Linked DNA regions of Zea mays: region 1 is linked to region 2. The links are chromatin contacts, called in public Hi-C maps. All regions are on one chromosome and are shown on one strand. Each heading gives the region's core, a stretch centred on a gene start, on an enhancer-like site or on the middle of the called end of the contact. The rest is flanking DNA. Distances are from core to core; before and after follow the strand shown. Region 1 holds the start of LOC100277005. Region 2 holds the start of LOC100279856.

What was found. Hi-C and Micro-C count contacts between places; a contact is called where the count stands out from the background.
Region 1: a Hi-C map of bundle sheath shows a contact between it and region 2, with 4 times the contacts expected there. The contact joins the promoter of LOC100277005 here to the promoter of LOC100279856 in region 2. A contact is called at or near these places in 4 of 25 Hi-C or Micro-C datasets (bundle sheath, ear, endosperm and 1 more).

What each region holds. Positions count from the first base shown.
Region 1 is chr10:25,904,493-25,909,434 of Zm-B73-REFERENCE-NAM-5.0, forward strand. LOC100277005 reads left to right here and starts at 2,121. Exons shown (of 13, transcript NM_001150680.2): 1 at 2,121-2,442; 2 at 4,024-4,112. The coding sequence starts at 4,037. LOC103640966 (Cofactor-independent phosphoglycerate mutase) reads right to left here and starts at 2,422. Exons shown (of 5, transcript XM_008664400.4): 1 at 1,617-2,422; 2 at 979-1,124; 3 at 616-892; 4 at 146-418; 5 at 1-73. The coding sequence starts at 1,934.
Region 2 is chr10:25,311,487-25,316,704 of Zm-B73-REFERENCE-NAM-5.0, forward strand. It overlaps LOC100279856, which reads right to left and starts at 1,543. Exons shown (of 17, transcript NM_001152809.1): 1 at 1,171-1,543; 2 at 516-636; 3 at 9-87. The coding sequence starts at 553.

The sequences.
Region 1 (4,942 bases), core at 871-3,370, 590 kb after region 2:
AAGCTCGATCAACAGCTTCTAGACCCCGTACCTTTAACTTGACAGCCTTATCATGACCAGCATCATCAATGGCCTGCAGTGACATTACAAGAGCTATCAGAATCACACTCAGTATTAGTAAAAAGAATCTGAATATGCATTTTACCTTTATGTGCAGGAACCCAAAGTCATATCCATTTTCTTTTCCAGCTTTGTATTCATCCTCTCCAGGCACAAAAACACGAGGTGGTGTACCCATAGGGGAAGATAATGCCTTGGCTATAGCTTTAGCTTTAGAAGTTAAGAGAGTACGGTAATCTCCAGTTGCTCCAGGTGCTTCAAGGATATCAATCCCCAGTGACAACCCCAAGCCAGCTATGATCTTAGTAGGAGCAACCATGCAAGGTGCAAGTCCATGCTTGGTTTCAAAGGCAGGCACCTAACAAAGCCACATGAAACTTCATTAAAAATGAAGCTTTAGAAGTATCAAATTCAGTAGGGTAAATGCAGGCCATACCTTACGAAGCATGCCAAATCCAGAGAATGCATTTGTGAAAGTTCTTGAAAGTCAAAACTAATCTTTCATATTGCTACTGCAGTATCATATAGGTCTACTATCAAAATTTTCACACTAACCTCAATCCGAATACCACAGCCTCGCAACAGCACAACGTTTGCGATGTTCTTCCCCTCAGCTGCACGCTGTGCATTGATGGGGTGAGAAACCAGTATGTGCGTTATCTCTTTAGAAAGCTCATTGATCACAGCTGCACTGTTTTTAGCTTCTTGCGAGTCATCCAACGGTTCAGCCTTCAGATGCAAGCGGTTGTCCTTCAAGGGATCGGTTCCAGAAATGTTCCCACTCAGCTTTGGTCCTTTGACAACCACACCACATCTGTGCTCAGTAGCATATCTGCAGATAAAATGTGCGAATTACAGCAGCAACTAGACATCATGATCATACATGCTTGAAACAATGATGACGTTTAAGTGCTGCACCTTACTCTAATTTCATATTCAGGAAATGACGGAAGCCTCATCCCATCCAACGCCGCACAGAGGATAGGGCCTTCCTCTTCAAAATGCCGATCCGCCCTCCTGCTGATGATAACTCCAGTGCTCTCATCCAGTGTAGCGAAGTTTGACTGCAAGCGAATTGTGCATACAATTTAGTGGTAAAACACATTCATCAGTTGATACACATGCTATCGTAAAACATTAAATTTTGTCAAGGACAAAGAAGGAAAAACATAGGATGAAATAGGCTTCTTTCCACAGTCCACACTATTGCCACCCAAATTCAATGGCCCAAGAAATTGATAAGTAGAGCTAGAGCCCAAGATCCAACAGAAAAGGTGGTCAAATTTAGTTACTGCATGCACATTCTTGAATGTTCCGAACTACTGCTCGACTTCTAACGAAACTGAGCTCCAATTTAACACAGCAAAACAAAACAGTCAATGATCTGAACAATTACTGCTGGCTATATAAGTGACAACAGAAGAAATCAGGTTTAGCAACAGAACATGCAGAGCAAGAATACACTATGATCTGAACTACCACTAACTTATATGAGGAATCTGAAGAAACCAAAGCTACTCGAGCTGCAATTTTGTCTCCAAGTACGGGGTTGCCACCTTGAAGGCGATGTCGCCGGGCGCCATGGCGAGCCCGGCGCCCATGGACTCGAACGCGCCGCGGCCGCGGTAGTACACCCGAGGGTCGTACCCGAGGAGCGATAGGTGCGCCGTATCGCTGCCGCAGGCGAGCCCCGGCTCCACGGGGTCCATGAGCCCGGTCACCCCGACCGCCGCCACCGCGTCCAGCCGCGGCGTGCACGCCGCCTCCAGTGGCGTACGCCCGCCCAGCGACGGAACGCTCACGTCCCCGATCCCGTCCACCAGCACGAACGCCACGCGGCTCCGCCTCGGACCTCTCCCCTCCGCGCCTGCCATCGCCGTCTCCGCAGCCGCCGCAAAGGCCCCTCGCCTCTCTCAATTTCAGCTCTCTGCTGCTGCTTACGAGATGCCTCTGCCGCGTGCTGGTTCAGCCGCGGGTCGGGCCCGGGCACAGGGTTCACGGGCCGGTTTGGTCACTACAAGAACCGGGCGAGCCCGAGGCCCGGCCCCCAAATCTGCAACGCTTGGCGCTCGCTCGGCTCCGCCCTCCGCCCCCCTGCTCCGTCCGATCGCCGCGCCCCCTCGCCGCCGGTGATCGCTGGGGAGCCGACGAGGCCGGACGCCGGAGGTTCTCGCTCCCTCCTCTGTGTCTCCCTTCCTCCCGCGCGTCCCGCCTGCTCGTCGCGTGGCCTCCTGCTCGGGGCTTCCTCTCGCCGCGGAATTTGGCATGTGACGTGGGGCGAGGCCAACGAGGCGCAGCCGGCGGCGGCGTGGGGTTGATTGGTTAACTGGATTTCGAGATTGTTTTGTCTGGATTTTTTTCCGAGGGAAGCGCGCGCTCCAGGTGAGACACTTGTAAACATAATTTTCGGTGTTTTTCCCGTCGGTGTCTGTCATTATTCGATCTAATTTTTTGGGCCAGTGGGAATCTGCTGTCGAGGTGCTGATTTGTGGAATCTTTGCAATGCCTCTAGACCTTTTTCCCCATTTTTTTGGTTAGGAATGTGAAGTCTATTCAGAAATGTTTTTTCATGTTATAGTGGACATAGGGTGTGTTTGCCTAATGGTAAATGGTAGCATTTGTTTGTGACGGTGGATTACTGGTTAGTAATGTGCACAGCATTGTTTTTTTTAACTCTAAAATATAACTGGTTTTGAATTCGGGGACGCTCCGTAGTGTATGGGTAATACTAATATCACAACTTGCAGTACCAATGCTATGTCAGATTTGTGCTGTTTAATTTGTGGTAATACAAATGCTGGAGTTTAGAATGTGGTGGTTGAACAGCCATTGTTTCAGCAGTTGTTTAGGTACTTTACTGGTTTCGCTTTCAAGGCTTGAAGAGATTGAATTGAGGGCCTGATGTGCCATTCAAAATAAACATTTATAATCACTGGGTCACAAGTGGGCCCAGAGCACAGGTCTTTTCTGGGGCAGGTCACATATTTCATTATGATGTTGAGGAACTGTAGTATTCTGTAGTGTCAAGCTGTAACATTTGTGTGCAGCTATGCTTGACTGCTTGTTATTTGAGTTTTGGGGTTAGGTTACATTCAAATTTGCATGGATTATTTTAATTTTGCAATTTGTGTGCACATGATTATCAATTTGTGTTGCAGCTGCATGGAGTTTATGTTGATGGTTGCTCGTTTGTCGTGGCAAATGCTCGAAAGAATATTGCTGCATGGTCTTCTCCAAACCTCACAGTAGGGTATCATTGGGATCAATCATTAAAACCTTAATGGGCAGAGATAGTTATATTCATGCAGGCTGTTATTTGGTGGGTGTTTGGTTTGAAGAGTCAATCTATTCTAGATGATGTAGTGCTGGTGCATCATGAGTCCATTCCACAAATTTAGTTCATTTCACAAATTTGGTGGAATGAACACATTACTCATATTATTACTAATTATTAGCCTATGTGGAATGAAATAGTGATGGATCAACTCATTCCATTCCACAAACCAAACAAAAAAGTGATGAGTGAGAAAATGATAGACTACATCATTCGATCATTCCTCGAACCAACACGCTATTAGTCTCTCTCCTCCCCTTATATTGTATTATGAGGCCTTATGATTTTTTTAATCATAATGTATCTTTCTTTTCACAGAACATAAGGTCCTAATTGGTTTGGTTTTAGATGCATCTGCTTTCAATAGTCAAAATGAGAGGCCGCTCTCAAAACAGAAAAAAGAGAGATGCAATTGACATTGGCTGTAATAATAAAGCCATATGGGTAGAGATTTTTGGTTGACATTTTAGCAATTGCATGTTTGCAAAGAATTTTGGTAGCTATGTCATTTCCATTCTGTATTATGTGATAACAATTAGGCCTGGCAATAATGTAACTTAGATCCTACTACTATAGATGTTTTGATTATATGTCACTTATGCCATGTAACACAGGTGACTGCATTGTAGGTTCATTTCCAAAATGGTTTGCATGGTGGGGAATTTTAAAATGTCTTCTGTGTTGAAGCTTGTAATGATGGAAAATCACGCAACACCAGGTAAAGTATAGTTAAGATTTTAACCTCTTTTGACTTTCCATTTAGCCTGTGACTTTCATGGATAATACTTTAATAGAGGCTTTGAGACCTGTGTCCAGAGTAAATAAAGAGAAAATTATATTGCACAGTTGTCAGTTAGGATGGAAATTTGATATCCATCAATAAAATTGATAAATTATAGAATGGTGCACCTTATCTTTTATTTTACTAGAACACAGTGCAACTTCTATATATTCTTATTTGTAACTTGGATATGTTGCAAAAATAATAAATATTACTAGATCCTTGCAAAGAGAAGGAGAAATAATAAAATCTAGAAAAGAATAATACAATACAAGGGAGCTTTGAAATGAAATATTATTTATATACAAACCTTCTATGGATTGAAAAGACCGTTTAATCTGTTACTGGATTTCATTATATTTGATTCAGCTCCTCAGTGCAGGTATGTACTGTTTTCAGTATCATGTTTATTTTATGTTCTGAAGTAGAAATGCCTTTGTAGGGCCATAAATACTTTGTCTTTTACTGCTTTCAGGTTTCTGGATTTGTTTTTACCAAGGTTCAAGAAAACCTAGGCGCTAGTCACACGTTATCCTACTGACTAGCGTCTAGGAAGATTAAACGTAGATTAAGCGTGATTAATCGTTTGTTTTTTAATTTTTGTGCTGCAGAAAGCAAGATCAGCAGTGAGTAACTAAGTACTAAGTAATAATAACACAACTACTAAGTAGTGATACTAGTGAACCTACCTTTTACTGTTCCGCACATTTATTTTTTACATAAGTTGCTTTCCTCCTTGGCTTCTTGCAAGTTGCTTCCAACAGCAG
Region 2 (5,218 bases), core at 293-2,792:
AGGCTCACATTGGGCAGACTGAGGTGTTTACTGGGACCAACAGAACTCCTGGAGCTGTTCAAAGGATCACTTGGGTCACCCTTCGACCTGAAAAAGAAAAGCAAAAAAAAAAACTCAAGACAATGGATAAAGCAGTCAAAGCAAATGTGGAAATAGGATTAGCATAAAATTGAATGCAATGCCGACCGAGCTTCATGAAGCCGTATGACTTCATCAATTTACAATGTATCCCATCAGTTTTATGAACAGTGCTACTGTGTCCATAGATGTTTGGTAGTCAGTAAAAGGAAAAAAAATCTCTGAAGAAAATCTCCAAGTCTGATATGTACTGGAAGAAAAGTGCTAATTTAACTGCCAAAACTCAAAAGATGCACAACTACACAAGAGATCAAATTTCACGCTAGCAAGCTCCCCTTGTCATCATCACACAGCAGGCACCGATCTTCTTCTTTTTTTAAAAAAGAGTGGGGAAAAACATCACATGATGAAATCAAGGAACTGTGCATAACATTCACCTTCCAAGTTTCACCCGGCGCCGCGAGAAACCAAACATATTCAGGACTGCGCGGTCTCTCCAGCTGCGTTCAGCTCAGAAATTTGAAGCGAACCGCTGGGCAGGACATGAGCCTATGCCACCTGCAAACAAGTCAAGTCAATGCAATAATCAGTTGGGAAGAAGGTACAGAGGGGTTGGTGGAGAGATGGAATCGTGGCGGAAAATAGGGGACTGATGAGAGAGACCAAGAAGCGCAGACAAATGCAGGGATAGGATTTTCGCCCCCCAAAACGCCACCGCCATCTAGTGGTTGGTTTGGGATTTGGAGGAAGAACAAGAAACCACAAAAGCGGAGGAAAAGCTCAATCATGAGGGCATGTGCTATAATCATCGAGGGGGGGAAATGAAGATCTTGTTTGTGAGGTTAGCGACGCATTCGCGTTGTTTTTGGATTCCAAGAAGCAGCATTCCCAACAAGACAAAATCCCAGGCGTGCAGTAGAAAGAATTCAGAGAAAATGGTGACTCTTTCCCCCCACATTATGTTAGAATAAAACGGTTCCCTAGAAATTCGTTTCCGGGACCATACGGATCGCAGAACCGGCAACCATCAGAAACGCCGAGAGAAACTAGAAAAGAAATCAGGAACGATCCTGCGAGAAAGAAGAGCACTACCTCTTGCAGTCTTGGGCTGGGTTTGCGGTACGGTGCAGGAGCACAGCACTGGGGCAGATGAGCCGCAGCCAGAATCAGCAGCGAAAACGATGGTCGCCACCCTCTTTTTCACCTAATCAGGATTCAGCGCTGCCCCGCGACTGCTCTTGGCTGGCAACGGCGGCGTGGGCCGAGGTGTGTGTGAGAGAAGCACCTGCTCTCCAGCTGTGTGATGTGTCTGTGTGCGTGGGAGGGAGAGAGACAGGACAAAGGGGGAGGGTGGATGGATGCAGAAAGAAGGGTCGCGGAAAGGGTAGTGTGTGTGATCTGCAACTGCAACAGCGGCGGCGGCGGCAGCAGGCTGCCTTTTCGTCCTCTTCGGCTTCGGCCCGGGGATGAGGATGATTCAGCAAGCTTGTCAACCGTAGCTTCTCTCTCCTGCTGTTTACTGATTTACTCCAGTCGTCATCCCATGTGGAATCAATGCATTTGCAACGTTTATCGTTTGTTGATTGCAGTCAATGCCACCAATAAATTATTCTTATAAATATAAATAACATATAAATAGTGACTATGACGAAAAAAGAGTTTGCTTTCAGTCCATTGCAATTTGATCTCCATTTCGGATGCCCTTAACAAGTTCATTCAAAATTGTATTATTTCCCGTGAAATTTCAGCAAACTCCCTGCATTTCCTTATGTATATGTAAGTATATATTGTGGTCCATGTTATTTTGCCTTGTCATCTTCTTGACACTTAGGCATAGGTCCAGGACCTCATACTAATAAGTACAGTTAACGGTCCATTTCTCAGTCATTATAAGCACATTCTGCACAAGATAATCTTGTTTATCTGAAACTTTTTGGGTTCCCCCTGTCAGCGACCGGCCAGCAGCCGCAATCAATCCTCAATACGTACGCTTCTGACGGAAACAATTATACTAATTGTGACTGCCTTTAAGAAATTACTGAATCACCGCTTAGAATATGATTGAATCTTTTTCTCTAAACTTTCGTGCTCACATTTGGGCTTTAAATCTCTAATATGAAATAGGCTAAAGTTTAGAGCTAACTTTAGACCACTTGTTTGGAGTTTTAGCTCTAAAATTTAGATGCGAAATTCAAAGAGACTTATTACTACAATTGTAAAAAATAAATATAATTCTAGATTTGGATTGAATAGACTTATTAATGTTTGAATAAATTTACAAAGAAAATGTTTTTAACATTTATGACTAGCAAATACATATATTATTAAATTCTCTAAATTTTATGATTAATTTAATGATACTTATTATATATGGTATTTACAAATTTGGTCGAAATATAAGATAGTTTGACTATTAAAAAATAAAAATGGTGTTTTCCTTGGACACACAGGAGTGGTATTTATGAAAATGACATCAAGGTCCTCCACTATCGTGTTCTTTCTTTTAAGACGACTGTTATTAATGCTAATTGTTTGGTGAACAAATCATATCTTAATTACTCATCACCTTCAAAGACGTAGGAGTTGAAGAAGTAATGCCCCGTTTGGGAGAGCTCCACTTCCTGATTCTTTAATTTTGCTCCTTAATTCTCCGATGGAGTGATTCCAGTGGATTTCTAGGAGGGAGCATGGTTGGGAGTTGATGAGAATTAATTCTATTCCGATCCCCATCATAATATAACACAGAGCAGGGTGAAGCATGTACCGCCTCTGGTGGCCAGAAGAAAGGGCCGAAGTTGGCCGCCCGATCCCCATCGTTCACCCCGAATCCAATGGTCCGATTTTAATTAACCCGAGCCTAATCCTAATTGTCCGCCCGAGATCTGACGGCCCAGCCAACGTGCCCGCACCCACGTCCCTGGCCCTGGGCTCGGCCTATCAGCCGTCCGAGCCCCGCACCTCGGCCAATGCGAGAATCTCCGACGTCTAACCCCCATCTCCCTTTCTTATCTATGCTCAGTGCAACTGTGCCCGCCCTAGCGTGGTCGATCCCACCCCCTTGGTGGCCGAGCCCTATGAGGCCAACCCCTAGCGCGCGCGGCTCACGTCCCGGCGTGGCCAGCCCTCGTGCCCTAACGTGACCGAGCTGCCTAGCTTGGTCCCGGCGATGCCCCTTAGCCCTGGTCGTTCGTCTACCCTCGCCATACCTCGCTCTGTCGTTTGTCGTCTCGCGGATGTCGAACCGCTCACGTATAGCAGCCACGAACCATGCTCTTGTAGCCCGCCCTCGTTTTTCGTGTACGCGCAGCATGCCATCGGAACTCCGATGACGTCTGTCTATCCCTAGATGTCCCCATCTACCCCCTTGTGTGCACTGTTCTACGCGTGCCACTCATGTCGTTTCCATGTGTCGCGTGCGTTGTTGCACGCTAGTGGTTCGCTTCGCCTAGAATCGTTTGTGCCCGCTCTGAGTGGCGTATGTAAACAATGATTATTCACGTGATCAATTAGTCGGAACTACATGCTAAATCTATTTATGCATATGATAATTATTGGTTAATATGATTATGTCTGTTGGGGACTTGTTCTCAAATGCTAAGAGTTAAGAACAAGGCAACATAAAAAGTGTTAAATGTTAAAGTCCTTCGTCCTTCGAAGCATTATCTCTCTTCGGATATAATGAATTCGGACGAAGGTTATGAAGGACTAACCTTCATAAGCACAATAAATGATGAAGAAGGGTTCATATACAAAATATGGAAAATAACATAAACACTTTAAACATTATTATCAACTTATTTTTATTTGTGTTACTATATCAACAATAACAAATTATAAATGTACCTTCGGCTCGAAGGAAAGTAGGGGTACAAGCGTGACGCGAAAGCGAATGCCAAGTCAGCGTGAACAGTACGGGGATACTATTCACCTATTTATAGGCACGGGTCGCAGCCTATGCAAAATTACATCCAGGCCCTTTGCTTTTGACAATAACTCTATAGTAATCTATCTGGGTCTAAATAGTCTTTTCCTCTTTAAGTCGGTTTCCTCTTTTCTGCCATCATGCCGAAGCTCCCTTGCGCACAGCTTCAGCTTTGTTCCATCCTTCGTATTCTTTCCGTGCTTCTTCATACTGTGGGTTCTAGTTCGAAGATCCATGTCCACACATTATACTCTAGAGACATTGTTAAATCATGTTTTTGAGGACCTTCGGAAACCGAAGGCCCCCAACAGTAGCCCCTCGCAATATTAATTTGTTAGAATGATAAATTTAGATTGCGACATGGACGAAGGACTTAAGCCGAAGGTCCGAAAAAACATCTCCCTTTGCTAGAATAGCAACAGTCATTGACAAGCGGGACCCTCCGGTTTTCAACGTACTAGGCGTATAAATAGGAGCTCACCACGAGTTCATTTGGCACGCTTTCTTGCCATCTGCTCTTGCTTACTCAGTTTTTAGCTCTTGCGCACCAACACTTGCTTGGCTTTTTAAATTTTTAAGCTTCGGCTTTGAGAGTACTTTCTCAGCATTTTCGAAGATGTCTGAAGATAAGAAAGTTGTCGCTGAATCGAAGTTGAGCCTTTCTGAGGAGATGAATCTCGACTTTCTTGAATCAATAGCAAAGACAAATACCGAGAAGATTACTAGGGAGATTTTAGAGGGTTTATCTGAAGACACTAGTGATAGCGACAGTTATGATGTGGAAAGTGGTGGTGAAGATTCCGAAGATCGACCCTGGCGACCAAGCCATGCAGTTTTTGGAAAATCAAGCATTAAACAAAGCCATCTTGTCAATATGAGGGGTATATATTTTCGGGATTTATCTATTGTGAGGGCTGACGAAGGAGAGAAAACTTGTCCTACTCCCGAGAAAAATGAAGTCGTGATATTCCGAAGTTTCTTCAAGGCTAGGCTTCGGTTTCCTTTAAGCAGTTTCGTAGTTGAAGTTTTGAAGATATTTGAAATCCGCCTTCATCAAATTACTCCCGAAGCAATCATAAGGATGGGAATCTTCGTATGGGTCGTGAAGAGCCAGGGTTTGGAGCCAAATGCAAAAAGTTTCTGTAGTATGCATGAGTTATTATATGAGACGAAACCCTAGGGTAAAGAGCAATATCATAACAATTTTGGCTGTTATAG